Linked DNA regions of Mus musculus: region 1 is linked to region 2. Evidence: chromatin contacts called from public Hi-C data. All regions are on one chromosome and are shown on one strand. The core of a region is the stretch at or near the end of the contact, and the rest is flanking DNA. Distances in the headings are between cores, read along the strand shown.

Region 1 (5,820 bases), core at 162-2,661, 100 kb after region 2:
CTCCTAATAGTGCTACTTTCCATGGGCCAAGCATATCGAAACCACCACACATGCTGTCTCAAAATGTGATGGGTCACCATTTTAGAAAACTGCAAAGGCAATCAAGGTCCCACCCCTGTTCTCTGAAGTAGTTCATAAGAGTTTTCTGATCCTCCTTTGGAGAAAGGAATAAAATCCTCACTGGACGGGCTGGTTTTGTGTGTCAACTTGACATAAGCTGGAGTTATCACAGAGAAAGGAGCCTCCCTTGAGGAAATGCCTCCATGAGATCCAGCTGTAAGACATTTTCTCAATTAGTGATCAAGGGGGAAGGCCCCTTGTGGGTGGGACCATCTCTGGGCTGGTAGTCTTGGGTTCTATATGAAAGCAAGCTGAGCAAGCCAAGGGAAGCAAGCCAGTAAGAAACATCCCTCCATGGCCTCTGCATCAGCTCCTACTTCCTGACCTGCTTAAATTCCAGTCCTGATTTCCTTTGGTGATGAGCAGCAGTGTGGAAGTGTGAGCTGAATAAACCCTTTCCTCCCCAACTTGCTTCTTGGTCATGATGTTTTGTCCAGGAATAGAAACCCTGACTAAGACCATCAAGTGCCGTGAATGAACAATGAAAACAGCTTAAAGTAGGAGTTTATTTCCCTACATTTAGAGGGTGTAGTCCATCTCAGAGAGGAGAGTGTGACCCAGGAGTGGTACATTCAAGCAGGAAGAGGATCCGAAGCAAAGTCCCTCTGTGTGTTCCCGATGGGATCTAGTTATCTGTATTCTATGTCTAAGTGTAATTTGTAACACCATGCTTCTTGAAGAAAGGACCAAAGGTTTAACCAAAAGGTCTAAGCAAAATTGTCATCTGGTCTTTGGCATGAAACCAGTAAAAGTTCACCTTGGTAGCAGTATCAGAATCTAACTCACAGTTCTTTTTTTTTTTTAAGATTTATTTAATTTATATGTATACTTTATATGTATACTGTACATGAGTACACTGTCGCTGTCTTTAGACACAGCAGAAGAGGACATCGATCTCATTACAGATGGTTGTGAGCCACCATGTGGTTGCTGGGATTTGAACTCAGGACCTCAGGAAGAGCAGTCAGTGCTCTTAACTGCTGAGCCATTTCTCCAGCTCCCTAACTCACAGTTCTTAAGGAGGATGATGACACAGCACACTGCTATTCCCCCAAGCACGTCCTAGATTTTGCCTGGTTTATTCTGCTGCAACAGAGATCATACACTATTTGTCGGCATGGTGAATGGAAGGATGGGTGGATGTGGGGTGTAGAAAGAGTTAGGAAGTATTAAGTTAGGAAGTGACACCCTCATCCCAGGCCTGCCAAGTTGGATCTGCAGAGGATGTGAGCTTCTGAGAGCACCATCCTTGGAATAAAGAGGACCAAACAGAGGCTGAGTCAGAATGAGTCATGTGCCACTCAGATATCCCAGATGCCTCTGAGCCGGAGTAGCCCTACACCGTAATCGCTGCTGGCTGCCTAGGTGTCTCTTAGGCCTTTTAAAACTCTAATAGTCATAAGGTTCTGGGAACTGAAAAAAAGGCGTGGATATCTCTAGACTGCATTTACAAGGACCATATAGGTGAAAGAGTCAAGTGTCTGTCTGCATTGACGGCTCCCTTTGCAACTGCAGAAACCCAGGCCAGAGAAGTAGGCTCTATCTCAGCCAACACTTGCAAAGGTGCTGGCTGAGTCAGAGAGATGAGGCCTGCCAGAAGAAATCCCACAGGCATAACGGTAAAATCAATGCCAGTGCTTGAGAAAATTGAATTCATGAGACCAGAGACTATTAGTGAAAGGTGAAAAATCCATATTTTCCATCTCTTCCCAAAGCAGAGTCACCATCAGTGTAAGATGACCAGTGAGCATTGTTGACAGGAGACAGTGAAGACACCAGATTGCATGAATGGTGGGCATTTGGGAGCCTCCCAATGTTTCTGTGTTAGACTTTTCATTATTTTGAAAAAAAAAAAAAAAGACCAGAGAAAATAAACTTTTAAAAAAGATAAAATGTATTTGGGCTCAAGAGATCTCAGCCTATAGTCACTGCTTTTAAGCCTAAGGCAAGGCAGAGGCTGGCAAGGGCATGGTGGAACGGAGCTAGCTGCTCACTGAGTAATGGCCAGGAAATGTTGCCTGGGTCCAGTAATTTCACCTCTAGGGGTACAATGCGAATGTTCCCCAACCACCCTTCTTAATTATGCCTTAGTTCTGAAAGCCAGCAAGATAACAGAAGTGCAGTGCTAGCCCATCATTACTAGCTACAGTATCCAGGCCGTTTGAGTAAGTGCTTCAGGCCAGTTAAGAACACAGAGGGGGCACAGAGAGGCAAGGGGCTGAGAAGGCACTGACTGCCCCACAGTAGACTCCCTGCTCTCTCCCAAGATCCAAGATCTGACCTTTTAAAGTGCAGTGACCTTTTTCTTTCTTTTCAAGAATATTACTTGAAAATTTTCATAGTAAATACAATGTATCTTGATCAAATTCATGCCCACCCCACCCCTCCGGCTCCTCCATACACTCTATCACTGTTTCCTCCCAACCGTAGTAGCTTTAATGTACTCTGTTGAACTAGAATTACTGAAGCTTCTGGCACCAGACTTGCCCTCCAGTGCCTTCTCATTAAATGGTTTAGCTCCTTCCAACTGCAGGGCCTCCAAACGCAGAGTCCTGTTTTACTATTTTTTGTCACTACCCTCTGCCCCTGGTCAGGAGTAGGTAAAAAGAGGAGTTGGGGACAAGATGTTGATTGCTTCTAAAGGTGTATCCCCACTGATCTACTTCTTCCACCTATACATACCCCCTACCAATTCCAAATAATGCCGGAAGATTATAAATCCATAAATCCATTAATGGATTAATCTATAGATGGAGGCAGAGTCCTCATGACACAATTACTCCCCAGAAGTCTCATCTCTGAGACTAGGTAGATGGCTTAGTAAAGTACTTGCAGTGTAAGCATAAAAACCTGAGTCCAAATTCCCTAGCACCCACATTGAAGGAGGAGGAGGAGGAAGAGGAGGAGAACAAGAACAAGAAAAAGAAGCAGCAGCAACAGCAGCAGCAACAGCAACAACAACAGCAGCAACAGCAACAACAACAGCAGCAACAGCTGGGCACAGCAGCCTATACTTAGAATCCCAGAAATAGGAAGGAACAAGAGGGCCCCTGGAACTCGGTGGCAGTTATTCCAGCTGAATAGATGAGCTCCAGGTTCAAGTGAGAGACCCTGTCTCAAAAAGATAGAGATCGACTGAGGAAGACAGCCAACGTTAACGTCAGGCCTTCACACTCTTGTGTACCCACAACACACCCTGTGAATGCATACCACACATACCTAGCTCTCAACACTGCCTCATTAGGAATCAAGCCTTCGACCTGTAAGTCTGTTTGTTGTGTTGTTGTTGTTGTTTGAGACAGAGTTTCATTATATAGCCCTGGCTGTCTTGGAACTTGCTATATAAACCAGTCTGCCCCTGCCTTTCCAATACTGGGATTAAAGTTGTATACCACCATGCTTAGCGTTGTGTGAGCCTTTGGAGGGGACATTTCATACCCAAACCAGGACAGTTTGTACTAGTGTTTCCTAGTTCTTGGTAGATAAACACTTTGTTGTTTTAGGTCATTCTAAGTGACTGGGCCATCCATGTGGACTTAAAGGGTCGTGCCTGTTTCTTCAGTGGCCGTCATACTCATTGCACTTGTTAAACTAACAGTCTGCATGAACAGTGTCTGTGACTGGGTTCAGTCATGTGAGAGATAATTCTGCATAGATCCATGTGCTTTGGCTGTGCTTAAAGCCATTGCTGTGTTAATGTTCATCCGGCCAGCACAATGCATAGCTGCCTTGTTCTTAAAATACACACCAGGACTTGGAAACTTTAAAAAAAAATTCTTTTGAAACAAAGTACTTAGGGAAAATACTGCATTGCCCTCTAGAGCTGACGAGGGCCTCTGGGTAGGAGCTTTAGCAAGTGTTCTCGCTGCTCTTGTCCCCTCACTCTCTGTTGAGAATGTCAAAGTTCACTAAAAGCCACCTAAGTCCTAGAATATTCCCCCACATTTACTTTACTTGGCTTGGAAGTTTAGTCACTTGTTTACAAGAGATCTCTAAAATGGATTATTTTGTAATTGTTTTGAAAAAAAAGTGTACTTGTAACAGTGTTCTACGAAGATAATTTTTCTGACTTGCCGTTGAAACCATTAACTTCTTCTTATTACCAATGTCAACAGAAAGACAACTTCAAATTTTAAAAGATAATGGTAACTCTACTGTTATCTTTCAATGGGCAATAAAACATGACCCATCACTCAAGGAACTGCAGGTGGGAAGCTATTCTCACTATGAAACATGAAGGCAAAGATAAAGGATAAAGCCTGAGGTTCACAGGACTGTGGCGAGGCCAGAGCTGAGGACTGGGAGGCACAGAGAGAGAGAGAGAGAGAGAGAGAGAGAGAGAGAGAGAGAGAGAGAGAGACTCCTATGGCCTTACTTTTTTTACATAATTTGAACCCCATAGATCCCAGGTTAGACATCACCAAGGGTCAACCTCAGACCATAGAGCAGGCCCTGGAGCAAAGGGGATGGATGATGGTCAGGACAAACGGAGCATGAGCACTGTGCCAGCTGCTCTATAAAGATGCTTATCTGATGTGGGCTGAAACTCTTCTACAGCTTCACTAGTAAAAACCAAAATACTTTTTATTGCCCTTTCTTTTCATTTCTTAGCTCATTACAAAGTTGAAATAAATTCTGTGTCCAGCAGAGATGATTGTTGACAGGAGAGGGCTGGGGGGTGGAATATAGTTTAAGTATTGCTAAAGATAAACATAAGGGTCATCTTTTTTTCCTGGTCTAGCCTTCACCCTTTCTAGAGAACTTTATATCCTCAGATCTGTGTGATAGAATCAACAGGAACTGTTTCCTTTCTCATGGGATGGACATGTGACTGAGCCTAGCTAGCCAGCATATCCCGTGTCCCTGGATGTGAGAATGAGTGGGCACATGGCCATTTGAGCCACCTGGCTCTTTCCTAGGGACTGATGTGAAGTCTGGGAATGAAAGTGATTTTTCCTTCTAGAGTCAAGACCATAAGTCTAAGCGGTGATCTTGGTAGAAGCTGAGGAGGAAGAGAAGATGGAAGACAACAAGCATACATTCCTGACACTGCTATGTTTAAGCACTTGGGCCTTGCATTCATCTGAAGCTAGCGAATGACCTGGACACATCGGCTTTTATATATCAACCATCGCTGTACACAGTATTTTGAGCTGCTTTTCTCACTTAAATTTGACAAATTTCTGACTCAGAGCCCCCAGTGGGGCAGACAAAGGGATGGTAGCAATGGTTCACTGCACTCCTGTTGATACATTTCCATCCCTTCTTGTGATAAACTTGGATGCAGATACTGTTTGTTGTGGTGCTGGTAAATGGAGAGGTTTGGCAGGTGACCCTGAGGAACTAAGTCATGAAAGGATTCATGTACCTGCGCAGCTCACGCTGTTCACAAAGTAATCCCGCAATGTGACATCAACTGGACCAGTTGATAGTTGGAATAATTCCCACACTGGAGAAATGGGCACAAACTTGGCTTGTTTCAGGCCATGGAAGTTCCAATGCCCCTATGGCACTTCCAGTGATTTCCTCCTTTTCTGTTGAGGAAACACATACAGGCGGGGTAGTAATATACACGGTGTCGCATGGCAACGTGTGTGCTGGGCTGCGGGAAGGGCTGAGGAAGTGAGGCTCAGTTACAGCATGTCTACTCTATGATCGTATGTGGAGAATGTCAAGGTTTGTGGTTTCCCCATTCAAAGA
Region 2 (5,394 bases), core at 1,348-3,847:
CTCAGAATAAATAAAAAGGAGAAGGGGGCGGGAGCGGGGCGGGAGGGTGCTAGGGAGATGGCTCAGTGGTTAAGAGCATTGGCCTGCTCTTCCAGAGGTCCTGAGTTCAATTCTCACCACCCACATGGCAGCTCACAACTGTCTGTAACTCCAGTCAGACACTCTCACACAGACATACATACATGCAGGCAAAACACCAATGCACATAAAAGTTAAAATGATTAAGAAGGAAGAAAATGAGCGGAGCACCGGCGTTCCTCTCAGCTTCCGGTTGCAGATACAGAATGAGGAGCTGCTTCCGGTTCCCGACGCAACGCCTTCTCTCACCTTGAAGGAAAGTGTTGAAGCCAAACCCATTCTTCCTTTAGTTGCTTTTGCCAGGGATTTCATCACCCCAGCAACACAAGTAGCTGATACAGATGCCCGGAGCTACAGCTGTCTGTCTCCTAGCTCCGCCCTCCATTAGTTGGTCTCATCCTCTCTGGCTCTGGGAAGACTGGCCTTGTTCTGTCTGTAAGGAAAGATGGCCATAGCAGTTTTCCTAATCCAGTTTAGCAAACTGAGGTAGGGAAAAAGAGAGCAGAGAGACTCCAGTTCTTGCTAAAGTAATTCAGTTGTTGAGAATAGAGATAGAATCTATTTTTTAGAAGCTTTAACAGCTACCAGTGATTCAAAAATATCAGGCATTGGAGGTCAAGCTCAATGGGAAAACAGCCTCTTCTCATGCATGGTACACCCCCAGAACCTCTCCTTTCAGCCCTTAAAGCAATCATTGGCTATCAGATCACTTACACACACACACACACACACACACAGGACAACACAGGACATGGGGATGGTTGGGGAAACCTCACAAAAAGAAATCACCCTGCAGGCTCTTATGGTTGCTTTTTAATGCAACTATCTAAAAGTTCCAAAAATTTAAGTGTAGTATGAGTTTATTTTGATCAAAGCTGCAGTGCTTGGCCCATATTTCTGTAGACATTTTTAAGATACTCTAAAGTTGGCAACATTATAGTATCAAACCCTTTGCTATGGAAACCCAGTCAAACTTAGGTGTATAATATGATGTCTTATTAAACGACATAGCATCAGGTTCAAATGCTTTAACATAAATCTTGAGTTTCTATTAGTCTAAGCTGAAAAAAATATGTATTATATAATGAGAGATAGTACGTGACAACTGGATATCAAGGACATTATTTATTCAACAAAAATTGATTAAATACTTATTTTGTCAGTTATATTAAGGACTGGAGGCATAGGACTAAAGTATACACTGATAGCTCTTTGTAGAACCGTGGTTCTCACCCTGTGGGTCATGACCCCTTTGAGGGTTCAAATGACTCTTTCACAGGGGTCATCTAAGACCCTTGGAAAACACAGATATTTATGATTTCATAAAAGTAGCAAAATTACAGTTATGAAGTAGTAACAAAGATAATTTTATGGGATAGAGTCACCACAAGATAAAGGGTCACAACATGAGGAAGGTTGAAAACTACTGGGTGAGAGGAAGCTTATCCCCAAATTTGGCATTCAGACAAAAGAAGAAAACAGTGTTTAGAAAGTTCATGGACAGGGAAACCCAATCTGAGAGGACTTCTCATTAGAGAGGACGGTGCCTTATAAACAGAACTGTTAGAAAGGGTTCCCGTCTCCTCCCCTCTGTTTATCTTAGTAGCATTCTATGAAATGAGAGGCCATCTGGTGTTGTGATGATCACATTCTGGTGCTTGAAGGTGTGTTGTATATTCATGCAGGTCCTTGGGCAGGTAAAGTCACCCCCTAGTGAGAATATGTGGCTCCACAAAGCTTGCCTCTGAGGTGAGGTTGTGACATATGACTCAGGAGAAAAAGGCAGCATGGAGTCTGGCGACCTTGCTCCTTGACCTGCGCCATCTTAGGGAAACTGTTCCCCACCAAAACCATGTAGCCAGATGAAAGAGGACTCCAGAAATAGGTCTGACTCGCTCCCCAGACTCACCACGTTCCTAGAATTTCAAGCTCATTTTTTATGGACTGTTGCCCAGGTGAGGAAAGACTTAGCCAACCCCGGAGTGGTTATGAGCAATGCGTCCCAGGGAGTCCTTCCCAAATTTGGAGTCCTTGTATGCTGAGCATTTCTGTCATCCAGACTGAGACACTCTGCCTGTCTGCCTTTGTGCCCCACAAGGATTTTGGATGCAATCAAGAATGGCTGACTTCAGCTTCATGTTGGAAGGTACCAAAGTTTTAATTACTGAGTTAGCTTTCTGCTTTAGTGAGTGCATACGCTGGCATACACTAAGGAATGTTTCTGCTTCCAGACCCATAGCATCTGCATTTTTCAGATGTTTGACCTTGATCTTTAACCTTGCCTCTAGAATTCAGACAGCCCTGGGAACTCTCGAAGCCGAGTAATGGAAGCAAACACAAGACCACACTTCTTTTCTCTCTTCTCTCCTCGGTCTTTATTTTAAAACCAGGGTTACCCTATTTTAGACTTACTCAGTTTCCTTCAGTTACTAATTTTACTTTACCATGCAGTCTTGGTATGACTTTTTTTTTTTAATTGATGCCATTAAATGTAAAAATATTACAGCTATGCCATCCCCTTGCTAAGGCAAGCTGGCATTTCCTGCCACTGCTCACCAGATGGCTGGGAACTGTCTCTAGGTTTGTATCTTACAAACTTTTCAGATTGCCGTTCAGGAGAAGAAAAGCAGTTTTCTTTTCTCTCCAGCATATCCTTATGCAAAAATATTTGTGCATGGGACCGAAACCAAGTCTCGGGATGACACTGTACTATCCTTTCGTTCTGACAGAGCTTCTGGCCCACCTCTACTCCGTTCTTTAACCTGCCCCTGCATGGCCCACGAGTTAAGACTGATTTTACCTTTTTAGATGGACAAAAAGCATCTCAAAGAAAAAAATGTTGCTATGGAGACATGTTTACAACAAGGCATATGACTGCCATCAATCTTAGTGACTATTATCTCATTAAATCTTTACAATAATTCGTCTTTGCTGGGATCAAAGTCATGACTGTGGTAGCAGTGGTGGCGAGCAATCTCTCAGTGCATTCCCAGTGTGCTGGACATGCTGCTGAATGCTTTTTTTTTTTTTTTAAGATTTATTTATTTATTATATGTAAGTACACTGTAGTTGTCTTCAGACACTCCAGAAGAGGGCATCAGATCTTGTTACAGAAGGTTGTGAGCCACCATGTGGTTGCTGGGATTTGAACTCTGGACCTTCGGAAGAGCAGTCGGGTGCTCTTACCCACTGAGCCATCTCACCAGCCCCTGCTGAATGCTTTTATGTAGCACATTTATTTAATGCTCTCCATTTTAGAGGCCGGAGAATTTGCCCCATTTTACCGATAAGGCAACGAAAACCAGGCAAGGCTGTGTAACTAGAAGAGGGTTAGACACCTAGGAAGTAGCCGTTGAGATTTGAGCTGAAGTTCTCTACTTCAAGACTGATGTTTTTGGGTGCTGTTCCTTGCCCGCGGCCTGACATACAATGTGGGATCAGTGCGTACTTGAAGACTGAGGAAGAAGTTTGGAAGCATGAATGAAGGACATTGAGAGAGTGAGTCTCCTCCAGTGAATCTTGAGCAGCCTTGGACACAGAGAGAGTGAGTCTCCCATGGGTCTTGACTAGCCATAAGGACAAAATGTCAGCATGTTTTGGGCTTTAAAAGCAAGGGAACATTTCATTTAAAAGATTACATGTAACTGCTTCAAATATGTTTCCACACCTAAGTCCCATAATGCCACTGTAATGACTCTACCGGGCACATGCTGTCCCTGGATGATAGAGAGACGGATGAGAAATGCTAAGCAACTTGCCTAGCATGACATGGTCAGTATTTAAATCTGTGTGACCCAAATGAAAGATATATTTTTAACCCTAGCGCTTAGGTACTTCCGTTATTTATGTATTTCTGAGGCAAGGCCTTACAGTGTAGCTCAAGCAGATGTAAAACTTGCTATATAGCTCAGGCTAGTCTCAAACTTTGTTAATCCTCCTGCTCCAACCTCTCAAGTGCTGATATTACAGGGATGAGCCAGCACACCTAGCTTCTATTTTTAACTTCTACACTCACTGTAAGAATCTCTAGACGGGTGGGCTTTGTAGGCAAAGTCAGTAACGCAGTAGAAAATCAGGCTGGTGTACTCCTGTGGTATATTTCTCTATCATAATAATTTAAGGTACATGAGTTAGTAGAGGCACAGAGGAAGCAACTTCTAGTATATTTTATATGAGCCTATGTTACTAAAATACTGTTCTATTATCTTTTCACATTTTCTCTAATCTTAAGCCTTTCCTCGTAAAGATTACAGCTTGGTTTTAAAAAACATGGTGAAGCGCATGAATTGAAGTTTTAGCGTCTTTAGTCATTAGGGAAATGTAAGCCAGAGCCATAAGGTCCCTCCATATACCCACTAGGCCATCTATACTTTGTAAAATGGAAAATAACAAATGTTGACAAAGTGAAAATGACAGAAGCTTCATGCACTGCACATAGAAATAGAAAGTGGCATAGTGGCTGTGAGCAGTTTGGCAGTTCCTCATGCATAAGCCAACAGCTCCGAGGTAGACACACCCAAAGGACTTAAAAAGGTATATGAACAAAACCTTGTACAAAAATGCCTATAGCAGTTTTATTCACAATAAACAGAAGATACCCTTCAGTGAATAAATGCATAAACAAAATGAACTATATCCATTTATATATACATATGAATATAAATACACACACATATATATACATATACACAAATATATACATGTTTGGAATATATGTGTATATATACATATTCATACAATGAAAAATTACTCAGCTGTAAAAGGAACCAATTACTAACATGCCAAAGCATGGAGGAACCTTGAAAGAAGGAAAGCACAAAATCTATAAAGAGCATCTTAGTTACTTTACTTGTTGCTGTGACAAAACCTCAAGCTGGCTATGATATCTTCCTCCAGCAAGACAGCAAGACTCCAACTCCTACTGGTTCTATACGCTCCCAAATGGTGCCACCGTCTGGGGACTAAGTATTCAAGCACATGAGCCTATGGAGGACATTCTCCTTCAAATGACTGCATGGTACGGTTCCAATTTGGATGAAATATCCAGAATTCATACAGTCTAGGAAATGATCAGAGGCTGCCTTTGTGTAGATGTGGGGGTGGGGGAAGACACAAGAGGGAAGTGGAGAGGGGTAATGGTGGATTGACCAAAAAACAGTCTATAAATGCATAAAAATTTCAAAGGATAAAACATATTATTAAAAAAAGTTGTCTGAGATGACAGGTGTGCCAATTACCCCAATTTAATCCTTACATTTTGTATGTACTGAAGGATACTTTGTTCCCAAATACACATATACAATTACTATGTATGTA

Evidence for each region. Hi-C and Micro-C count contacts between places; a contact is called where the count stands out from the background.
Region 1: a contact with region 2 is called in a Hi-C map of the N1E-115 cell line, with 5 times the contacts expected there. The contact joins two enhancer-like sites. A contact is called at or near these places in 1 of 15 datasets of contacts at CTCF or cohesin (embryonic stem cells), 19 of 484 Hi-C or Micro-C datasets (the G1E-ER4 cell line, the N1E-115 cell line, embryonic fibroblasts and 7 more) and 2 of 115 datasets of contacts at active chromatin or transcription factors (the NIH/3T3 cell line and embryonic stem cells).

The regions. Positions count from the first base shown.
Region 1 is chr6:94,404,195-94,410,014 of GRCm38.p6, forward strand. No RefSeq gene overlaps it. Among named protein-coding and RNA genes, the nearest start is that of Slc25a26, 93 kb to the right of the region's middle. Within about 2 kb of position 1,412, at least 38 of the 459 cell types and tissues checked have an H3K27ac peak or open chromatin away from gene starts, as enhancers often do. A contact at or near this core is called in the N1E-115 cell line and embryonic fibroblasts, where this site is marked.
Region 2 is chr6:94,301,639-94,307,032 of GRCm38.p6, forward strand. No RefSeq gene overlaps it. Among named protein-coding and RNA genes, the nearest start is that of Gm31661, 20 kb to the left of the region's middle. Within about 2 kb of position 2,598, at least 23 of the 459 cell types and tissues checked have an H3K27ac peak or open chromatin away from gene starts, as enhancers often do. A contact at or near this core is called in the N1E-115 cell line and embryonic fibroblasts, where this site is marked.